2 separate regions of the Mus musculus genome follow, and region 1 is linked to region 2. A link is a contact called in public HiChIP or PLAC-seq data. All regions are on one chromosome and are shown on one strand. Each heading gives the region's core, a stretch centred on a gene start, on an enhancer-like site or on the middle of the called end of the contact. The rest is flanking DNA. Distances are from core to core; before and after follow the strand shown.

The links. HiChIP or PLAC-seq counts read pairs in DNA pulled down with a chosen protein or histone mark.
Region 1: a contact with region 2 is called in an H3K27ac HiChIP or PLAC-seq map of embryonic fibroblasts, with 18 read pairs. The contact joins the enhancer-like site here to the promoter of 1700124M09Rik in region 2. A contact is called at or near these places in 2 of 484 Hi-C or Micro-C datasets (both in rod photoreceptor) and 3 of 115 datasets of contacts at active chromatin or transcription factors (double positive thymocytes, embryonic fibroblasts and embryonic stem cells).

Annotation. Positions count from the first base shown.
Region 1 is chr10:19,147,380-19,152,738 of GRCm38.p6, forward strand. All of the region lies in intron 1 of Gm20139 (predicted gene, 20139), which reads left to right. Among named protein-coding and RNA genes, the nearest start is that of Gm20139, 8.3 kb to the left of the region's middle. Within about 2 kb of position 1,987, at least 25 of the 459 cell types and tissues checked have an H3K27ac peak or open chromatin away from gene starts, as enhancers often do. A contact at or near this core is called in embryonic fibroblasts, where this site is marked.
Region 2 is chr10:19,084,329-19,090,145 of GRCm38.p6, forward strand. It overlaps 1700124M09Rik (RIKEN cDNA 1700124M09 gene), which reads right to left and starts at 2,879. Exons shown (of 2, transcript NR_166085.1): 1 at 2,793-2,879; 2 at 2,298-2,448.

The DNA.
Region 1 (5,359 bases), core at 737-3,236, 62 kb after region 2:
CCGAATGTTGGTATTAGTATTCTATGACATTTTATAACACGATATCTTACAATAAAATTTGAATCTGAATTTGGGATGAAGTTGAGAAGATAAGATAGAAATAAATTCAGTAAATAAATAAACAGCCAGTGGTGAAGGAATCTGAGGTAGTTTGGAGTCCAGGTGACCAGGCAAAGAAAGACTTAGAGTAATCCAAGGCAAATAATGGAAATGATCTCCGTGCACTCTTAATACACACCTGAGCCCTGCACGTTGCCATGTGGAGAGACTCTTGCCTAATTCTGATAGACAACCTCAAGCAAACATTTCTCCTGCCAGTTTACAGATGAGAGGACTGATTTTTCCGGAGTGTGGGGGGCTCACTATTTAACTGGAGATCACCAACAAGTAAGACATCAGGAGGCAGCCAAGACAGTTTTGTCTCCTGGGGCCATGCTTGGAGACACAGAGCAGAAAGAAAGGCGTCGTGTGACACAGTGAATCAGCTGCAAAATGTCTACCATGGGAAGCCTCCTTCCAATGATATTTATGCAATGTAAAGCATTTCAGTTAAGCAACATACCTGAGAGGACCCACCATCCAGTCTTACTCCTGACCTCTTACCTTCAGGGTTAGGTATGTGTGGAAAGGGGTTCAAGGGGAGCTAAGGAGGAAGCCAAGGCAGGGAACTACTAAATAGTATCTCCTAAAAAGCAATGGTGTTTGTGAGAAGGGCAGTTGCTGCTGGGCAGGAGTAGCATGCAGGATGGACCAAACCACTGTCCTCATGGAGTCTATCTGGAGGAGATTTACTGTGTCGCTAGGTATCACATTAGCTAATAAACACATTAGCAAAGAGACTCATTCTTTTTACATACTGTTAACTAGTAAAGGACAGCTATTGCACTGAGGTAGAAGCTCAGGGAAAATTTGCTTTAATTGGTTGAAACATGAGAAAACATAGGTCTCCATAAAACCTTAGTGGGTCTTTGAAAGAAAGCCCAAATGGGAAGGCTATTAGCTTTCTAGTGCTGTCTTAGCTAAGGCACTCTAACTAGGTACTTTAAAACAACTACAGTTTATTCTCTCAGAGTTGTAGAGACTAAAGTCTGAGATGTGGGTGTTGGCAGGGTTAGTTGTTTCTAAGTTTTAAGAGGGAGACTCCTTTCCATACTTCTGCTAGCTTTTGATGGCTTCAGCCAATGTCTGGTTTTTCTTGGCTCCTGTCTTTATAGAATGGTTTACTCTCTCTCTCTCTCTCTCTCTCTCTCTCTCTCTCCCTCTCCTTATAAGGACACCAGTTTTATCCCATTAAAGGCCAACTGTATTCCAACATGGCTTCATTTTAGCTACTTGTATCTATAATAGACTTATTCCTGAAATATTGTAAAATCTCAAGATTCCAGAAATTATAAATCTTTAGAAAGATACTATCCACACAGTACATGAGAGAAGCATGAATCCTTTGCGTGTCATTGTTTAGAGAGCCGAGAGACAGCATCTGGAGAGAACAGCTAAAAGGATACGGAGACATAACTGTAACAGGGAACAAATATCCAATCCAATGAGGAAACTGAGGAAAGTTTAAAGAGGGAACTGTTTTAATAAGAATAAAGGGAGAAACAAGTGGGTGGATAAGCACCCCAGACTAACAATGCAAGGACCCCATCTTTAAAACTCTGTTCCATTTTCTCTGAAACAAACCTATCAGCCTCCACAACTGGCCTGCCCCTTGCAGCTTCTCCAGACCTGGCCCAGCATCCCCTGCTACCGAGATGTTGCCCACCTTTTCAGTGCTGCTTAGCATTCAGGTCTGTACAACCTGGAGTTAGAGGGGGTACACCACCACTGAAGAATAAGGAATGGTTGCCAGTTGATGCACGCACCATATTTCCAGCCCAAAGACTCGTCTCCCATGGGTTTCATAAGATTCCCCAGAAGATTCTGAGGAGTTAGTACCAGTTGGCAAAAGCAGTGGCCAGCTAAATAACTCATCCTTGTTTCACTTCAAACCTCATTCATGCTTCTGGCCTCTCATTCCTGTTCTATGACATAATTTCAGAAATAAGCCTGGTGTGTTCAGAAGTTTCTTTTGGTGCAAGGGCTGTGGGTAACTGAGAGGAGTAGGAGGAGACAGGAAGAGGTGGAAGTGGACAGGAATAGGTGAGTATAGAGAAAGAATAGAGAAGAGAAGGCTATTGTCTTCTTCCGAGGAAGTCACTGTCAACCTTCAGGACAGCAGACATATGGAGCAGAGATATGCAGCCAAAACTCCAGAGAGCAAGGTTAACCCGGTGTAATTAGATCTGGCCACAGAGCAGGTGGGAAGGACAGAGATGACATGCCCATGAGCCACCATCCTTCACTCCTTCATGTCCAGCTTCTCATCTGCTAAAAGTAATTAAAATGCCAACCTTACAGGAGAAAGATTTTGCCAAGTTTCCAGATATATTTATAAAAGTTAGCTGTTTTCAACTATTGTTTGAGTTAGTTACTCATTTTTACTTAGTTATAGATACTAATAGCTATTATTAATAAACAAAAGAGACATGTCTATAGCTGCCTCAGTAGTCTAAAAAATTCCTTTAGTCATTAGAAATTTGTTTAAACATGAGAGTGCTTTTCTTATAGCTGGAAATTATATATTTTATAATCTGTCTAATTTTTCATTATTAACCAAATATCCTCAAGCGAGACATGAACAAGTAGCAAACTGTCTAAAGTGTTCTCCAGCTGGCTTCACCCTTCAATGGTTTTCAATCAAAATTGCTGCCAGTGAAGCAATTGACACTCAGACTTTAAACAACACTGACTGCTGATGGAGATGAATCACTGGGGGAAAGGCCTAGGTTTCTGGATCCTTGGAGGCTTTTATTGAACTCCTGAATTCAGTGAGCTGCATCCAATCTCACTGGCCAGATGACCTGTTTTGAAGCCTGGCTCAAGGGGACTTCTCAAAGGGCTGTTCTCGGCTGTGTTAAACTCTGAGATGTCCTGACTCACGATGTGTTAATACAAGGGTTAGTAGAGCTTTGCCTGGGAAGCAATCCACCTCTAGCATTCAGGAGCCTATGGCTTTGAGAATTAGAACCAGTGTGATCCTCTTCTTATCCTTTGAGAAGTAGCTTTGTAATACTTTTGGAATAATGGTACCATGTAAAGGAAATGCCTGTCCTGCCTTTAAACTATCTGTCTGTCTGTCTATCTATCTATCTATCTATCTATCTATCTATCTATCTATCTATCTATCTACCTGGGTCTTAAACATGCTGGCCAAGCACCTACCACTGAGCTAAAACCCAGAGGAGTCCCCTAATTTTATGCCTCTTTCTCAAAAACATTTTTAAATGGGAGTAATTATGACAAGGGAGAGAGTATTTAATGAGAGGGAAAACAGGCACAAAATTTCTGATTCTTGTTTTTAGAAAGGAAACCAACGGTGTTGTAGCATACTAGACACTCAAAAAGAAGAAAGATGTATTATGAAAATATTGTCTTTGCATTCTCTCTGGATTATGTAGTTGTTGAACCCTATGATTAATTTGTTGAATATTTTGTGGTTATTGCTTTGTTTACACAAATGACTGCCAATTCAAAGTCTCACCCAGAAGAGCTAGCCAGGGGGCATTGATTGTAATGGATATGTACTAATCTTAAAATAGGGGTTAGACATGTGGGCTAGCAGGACTCAAGTATTACAAGTAAGCCTTAAGCCACAGGAGACTTTAGAAAATACTCACATAGGACACTTGTTCCTATGAGCCTGTATTCTTAATCTATTTTCAATGAACAGAGAAGTCAGGTGCCAAGAACTGCATTTTCAACTAGGGGGGTATGGAAGGTCCTTTTGAAAAGAAGCATTAGCTGGAAAAGAAAAATCCTGTTTATAAGTTGAGATTGGGAAGGGGTTCTTGTAGTACAATTGTCTTTGGGACTCAACTACCATACTTATTAATTTATCTATAATTGATCAAATTTGCATACCTGTATTGAGTTCTATTGAGTTCAACATATTTAGAAATGTGTAAGCATTGTGTGTCATTGTTTAAATCCAGTTGGTATATGTTCTCCTCATACACTTTTAATTTTGTGCATATTAGTAACAAATCTGTGATTGGTGATTTTCCAGAATATGAAATGATGTTACTAGCTGTGGCCATAATGCCATTCGAAAGATCTAGAGAGCTTATTCTATCTCACTGAAATTTTGTATCCTGTGGCCACCATCTTCTTGTTGTAAAATTCTAAGAAGAGATTTTCATTTCAGGAGCTCTGGAAATTGAGTTCATGTCTCACAATCCCATGCTTCTTGTCTATACATTAGCAAGTACAATCTGTCACAGAATTGTTGGTGCCTCCCTGGAGCTTAAGAAAATGTTTTCTTAAAATGCTGGGAAAACAGGCAGCTCTATGAGTGAACTCAGTCTCATTGAAAGTGGTATGGTGGAGAATGGCCCATTGATTTGATGGTTCTTAAACTTTTATCCTAGGTACCTAAGGTTTCTCTGTGTAACCCTGGCTGTCCTGGAACTCACTCTGTAGACTAGGCTGGCCTGGAACTCAGAGATGTGCCTGCCTCTGCCTCCCAAGAGCTGGCATTAAAGTGAGTGCCACCATTGCCTGGCTTAGAGTTGTCTCTTAAGATCTTTTCTCTAGAGGTTTGCAGATGCCCTGCCAGGCCTTCTAATAGGTATACTCTTGCCCACTCTCTCAAGTTCTGTCGTAACTAATCTTGGGGTCTCAGAACCCACTCTCCTGTTTTGTTTGGTAATGTGGAAGTGACTTGTGATGGTTTGTATATGCTCAACCCAGGGAGTGGCACTATTGTAAGATATGGTTCTGTTGGAGTAGGTGTATCACTGTGGGCTTTAAGACCCTCATCCTAGCTGCCTAGATGCCAGTATTCTGCTAGCAGTCTTCAGATGAAGATGTAGTACTCTCAGCTCTTTTGTACCATTCCTGCCTGGATGCTGCCATGTTCCCACCTTGAATGATAATGGACTGAACCTCTGAACTTGTTAGCCAGCCCCAATTAAATGTTGTCCTTATAAGAGTTGCCTTGGTCATGGTGTCTGTTCACAGCAGTAAAACCCTAACTTAGACTTGACTCTATGTGTTTCATTAGCCCAGATTTGGTTTTCACAAGACTGTATTTAAACCCATTTCAATACTGTTCTCAGAAGAGTTCCATCACCTAGTGTCTTATCTTACCTGATTTTCACATTTAGACTTGGATTCTTTTATACCCACGCTCCACTCTTACTTCCTGCTCTCCAGAGTATTTCCTATGATTTCTGTTTGTGTCCACAATACTTGCTTTACAAGCCTTGTCCTCACTAATATGGGTTCTCCGAGTCTAGTGACAGTAGTCCCATCCCCT
Region 2 (5,817 bases), core at 1,629-4,128:
AGAGAAAGAAAGAGCAGGAAAGCAAAACTCAAAAACCAAAACCAATTAACATCATAGATTTTCAAAACAAAACTTTCTGCTTGAGTTATAAAATTATAAGATCACAAAATTTCAGAAATATGCTTAAATGTCTAATAAAATTTTGAGATGAGTTTTTAAGTTGAGAGACAAACAAAGTAGATAAATCTTAAATGTCAGTATTTTTAACTTCTTTACAAAGAATAGAAGTCAAATTCAGAGACAAGCAAACACAAGGATAGATTGTATTCTTAAAAGGGTGTTGTTTTACTTGGCACTCCAAAAAAAAACAAAAACAAAAACAAAAACAAAACAACAACAACAACAACAAAAAACAAGTGGAATTGGCAAGTGTAAGTATGCATAGTTTTTAAATAAAAGCTAAAGACATTGAGATAAAGAATTCAATGTGTAGAAATGAGTAAGAGTAATACTAAATACATTTGCTGTTTGTTTGTGATAGGGTCTTGCATCGTGTCCCTCTGCTTACGTACTTGCTATGTACCCAGGGTTCTTCAGCAGCCCTAATCCTGGGATTGCAGACATGTGCCATCATATATGTGCTCACAAATAATGAAAAACAGACGAATTTGGTGTTATAAGTCTAAAATATTCAAGTAAAATAAAATAGTTAAATTCCTTTTCCTTCCCCCCTCCTCCTTTCCTTCTTCCCTCCCCCTCTCCCTTCCTCCCTGGACCCCCTACCTCTTTCTGTCTATGAGGGTGTTGTTACACTTAAAAAAAACATACCAGCCATGCTATTTTTTTGTTTGTTTGTTTGTTTGTTTTTTGAGACAGGGTTTCTCTGTGTAGCTCTGGCTGTCCTGGAACTCACTCTGTAGACCAAGCTGGCCTTGAACTCAGAAATCCGCCTGTCTCTGCCTCCCAAGTGCTGGAACTAAAGGCGTGCACCACCACTGCCTAGCTCAGCCATGCATTTTTTAATATGACATGTGTATATCCACACAGGAACTATAAAAAAAATCCATAAAGGGGTCAAAGCTCAAGCAGATATTTCTTCAGCTGTTCCTTTTTAGAGGCCTTTATGAACTTTATCCATTGTTGAAAGTCAGTAATGCATGTATTTTATATCTTCTACTGAGTGTTAGCTCTTAACTGGTGATGGCTCTTCTAACTCATCTTTATAATTCTTAATATATCTGTCACTCTCATAAAATATGTTTGCTTTAAAATTAAAATTATATCTTTACTATCAAATGCACACACACACACACACACACACACACACGAGGCAGAAAGGCAGAAATATCATATGTAGCCAGGCTGACCTAGGAATCACTGTGTAGCCAACCTTCAACTCCTAATTTTTCTGCTTCTACCTCCAAGTGCTGGGATTATAGATATGTGCCACCACATTCAAATACAATGAAAAAAATTGAAATAACAGAAATAAATGGCTTGGAACATAATTCTAAAGCATTTGGGTATTAGTATGCAAAATTCAATCTACCTTCTCATTTCAAATCTAATCTACTTTCCAATTTCAAAGGTGACCTATTTGATGTTCAGATTCTGTGTAAGACAGTGGTGGGTAAAGTAGGCTGGGCACTCTGGCATCTTCTACTTTTTTTCTCCTCCATCTCCACTATTCTGAAATAAGAAGACAGAAAATGTACAATAGCCATATTTGTAGTGAGAATCTTATTTTCTTTAAAACAACCCAGTTATGTTATGTGAATATGCTTTTGTTGTTATCCCAGGAGTGGAAGAAGAGGCCGCTCCACAGTGGGTGATCATGACTTGCTGCATGCACTAGTGCGGGTGTGATCTTTGCTATCTGCAGATAGTTTAATTCTGGGGCATCTGGAGAGGGTATAAATTCCGTAGCCCCCAAGATGGGTGAGGTGCTCTGAAAGGCTGTTGCTCCCAGTTGCTGTTGTCATTTGTGAAGTGTTTGGGAGCAAAGAGACAAGACGTAGAAGTTGGAGATTTCCTGAAGATCAAGACTGACCCTGAAATATACAGTGTCCCTAGCCAGCAGAAAGTAGTCTGTTTTGTTGGCTCTAAGAGATCTATGCCGCCTTTCCCTCTAACCCTATTTCTCTCCTACCTAGCATTTGTGGGGTTGGAAGGGATTAGGGTGTAATAAGGGTTGGAATGGTGGTAGATATTAAAAACACAATAAAATAGTAAAAAAAAAAAAATGCCAACACATATTTGTTCCCAAATTAACTTCTTGAGACAGGGCTTCTATATAGGCCAGGCTAACCTTAATATAGTTAATAATTTCTAAGCATAAATAGGATACAACAACACCAGACAGGAACACGAACTGTACTTATGTCAAAGGATGGTGGCAGTCAGTGTGAGCCAGTGGGTTTTCTGAAGCATGAGGCTTGGCTGCGAAGATGGCTTAGAATCATCCTCCTTGAGGAACTGTTTCATTATGGAAAAACCTATTTTACTGAACTGGAAACAGAACAAATGTCCAGATCTCAGGGCAAATCAGATAAATTTGGGACAGTGGGAAGGGTTCCAAAGGGCAAAAATTGACTCATACAACTGTGACAAATGATACAACTATGTACCTGCCCCCCCCAAAAAAAATTGATAATGACAGGGAAAGTAAGAGATTAACTAAATGAAGAGGAAAATCTCTATCTTTGTGTCATTGGGCTGTGCATAGCAAGTGTAAGGCACTTCTGTATCCTTGGATATGTGCCTAAGATTCAGGACACCTCCATTTCCCCCAAGGATATAGAGAGAAGCAAATAGGTGACCTTACTGCCAAGGATATAGTATACAGTTCAGACCTGGTGGGACTGGCTTGCTTTCTGTGGTGTTGGACATAGGCGAGTCAGCAAGGAGGTTACTCAAGCACATAGGACACTGGGCCTTTGAGAGGTGAAGGGGTTGGGTTAACCTTTCATATCAACTGCTGTGGTGTCATAATACAGCAGGGGTTTTCCCAGGGGTAGAATGTTCTTAGAATTCCTATCAGGAGATCTTCAGGGCAGCCTTTGACCTTGGCAGCCATACAATGGCCAATGCTGAAGTGACCAAGCCTGTAGTAGGTTTATGGTAAAAAAAAAAAAAAAAAAAAAAGAAGAAGAAGAAGAAGAAGAAGAAGAAGAAGAAGAAGAAGAAGAAGAAGAAGAAGAAGAAGAAGAAGAAGAAGAAGAAAAGAAGAAGAAGAAGAAGAAGTAAAATCTGCCCATCTGCAACCCTCTCCCACCTTCCCAGGCATGTAATTCAAGGTTAATTTAGGAGAAGTTTAAGCGGCAGGCTTAGTAACTTAGACAACAAAAATTTGATTAAAGTACTGTTCTAGTTTTAGTATAAAATATCCCCACAGGCTCATGTATTGATTATTAGGTCTCCAGATTCGGTTGCTATCTTGGGAGGTTCTGGCAACCTTATGATGTGGAGCCTTGCTGGAGAAAGCAGGTAACTGAAAATGGAACTTGAGAGGCTATGTCTGGTCCCCAGGTCCTTCTCCACTGCTTCCTGTCTGTGATTGGTAAAAAGACTTTCTTTCACCTTCTCTCTATGCCATGATGCTTTGTCTTACCATAAGTCCAGAATCAGTGGCACCAAGAAGATGGACTAAAATCTTTGAAACCAGGAGCCACAATAAAATTTCATTCAGCAAGAAAAACAACACGTGTCTCCAGAAATATGGCATCTGGTGAGATTTTTATAATGCCAACATGTGATTGCTACAGGATCCAACAGAACATTGGAGAAGTCCACGAGGACAAAGCGAGTTTTCTCCTCAGAGCTTCTGTCTTACTGGAGGTACCTTGGTGTGGAAAGAGATGATAGGTATAACTGTCATGCATCCAGGAACAGTGGAAAAGTGCATGTCAAATATTTGTTTGTTTTCAGAGACTAGGTCTCATGTAGCCAAATACTGGCCTTGGACTCCCGATGATCCTCAGTCGGGATAAAATGCCAAGTTCTCGACCATGAAAGATATCACTTCCACTTGCATTTGTCTGGCATACACCAAGAAGCAGAAAACTAAACACTCCCTCATCACCGTTACTTACAAGCGTAAGTACTTGTAAGTGCCGATGCATCAGTGTTGAACCTGGGTTTGACTCTGTTGGGGAGCATGGGAGCTGCCAGGCTTGGAAGTTTGGCAAACACTTTCCCACTTCATGGATAGAACCAGTTTCTTCCAGCAGTGACCTAGCCTGGGAAAGGAGACCCTGGGTCTCATGACTCTTTGTCTTTCCTAATGTGCTGGTGAGATAGCAGATCTTTGGTGCGTAGTTACTTGCTGACTGTGGGAAAGAAATCGTGCTTTGGGCAGCGGGGAAGGAAGTGGAGAGAGCACCGCTTCTGGGATTTTCTGAAAGTCCAGACTGTTCAGGAAAGGCTGAGGCACGTGAGGTTTCTTTTCAATTTGAAAGTATCTAGGGTCAAATGCTATAACTATCTATCAATGTTTCTTTTTTTTTTCATTTTTGATTGTTGTTATTACAGTCAAGATATAAGACTTGAATATACCAGGAAATAAACTTTATAAAAATCTTTCGTTGGATTATACCCAGGCTCGGTAAAATTGCCTGCTTGTTATGGTCCCTATTATCAAGTCTGAAGTACAGACCTTGATCTAAATCATTAATGGTTTTCCCTCAATAATTCTTGAGGGGACTTGATGAGCCGTTAAATCTCACTAAAAGCAAGAAATCACAACACAATACTCAGGCAAAATAAGAGTTTTACTGTGATCCATTTTTAGGCACTTTAGTACAACCAGGGGGAAAAGTGCGGAATGAAAGAATAGTGAATCTGATGCTTACCTCACTCTGCTTCCTCTTATTTCTGAAAAAGAGCAGATTTAATCCAGGGTTGCTGGTGCATATCTGTAATACCAACACTACAGAGGCTGAGTCAGGAGGATGGAGAGTTCCATGCTCACCTGGGCTACGTATCAAGACACTGTATCAAAACCAAAGCAAAAGGAGAATAAGCAAATCTTAATAAGCCACTTTCTCAGCTTCTGGATCATTAGCCAACCATTGGAGAGTGTACTCTCTTCCATCTGTGGCTCTCTGCTCTCTTCCTGCCATGCCTTTGAGGGAGGGTCTTTCTTTCTCCCATTGTAGGATTGGTTTTGCACACACTCAACACACACTTGTCTTATAGGTAGACATCAAAGATGCCACTAAAGATCTACCATACAGAATAGCTCCTCAACAATGGATTGCATGGCTCACAATGTCAGTTATCTCAAGGAGTAACTCATAATCTAAGAGAACTGGTCAGGGAACGGTGTGTATAGTGTTGTCTCAGGCCGAGCACACACACATCCTCCAACTCAGTTGGTGAGAGAAAGAAACAAGGGAAGACCTGTACACACATGGAATTTGGAGCCAGGGACTTGAGCTCACGGTGCACTATGACACTCAGTAGCAAGGTGTTCTCGACAAGTTATTCAACTATTATGTACCCATCGGGAAAATATAATTAAAAATAAATCCCAGATCAGGAAGAGTCTTTAAAGGGCAGAAAACAAAGAAAAGAATTGTATTGTTGAATGGGTGTAAATCCAGAGTGATGGGTATTGAGGACACTCAGGAAGGACCCTGCATAGACAGAAGAAACTCCTATTCTCAACTACAGCTAATGAGCCACGATCCACTAAGGAGACCACTACAATTTAGAGTCAAATGACAGGTAGATCTGGGTTTTTTTTCCCCTGTGTTTGAATAGATTGAACATTATCTTTCTTCATAATTACACCTCAAGGGTAGAGCTCCTGGGTCTTTGAGGAAACTTTCTTGACTGCAAACATTTAAAAAGGAGATGTAAAGGAAGACATGGGGT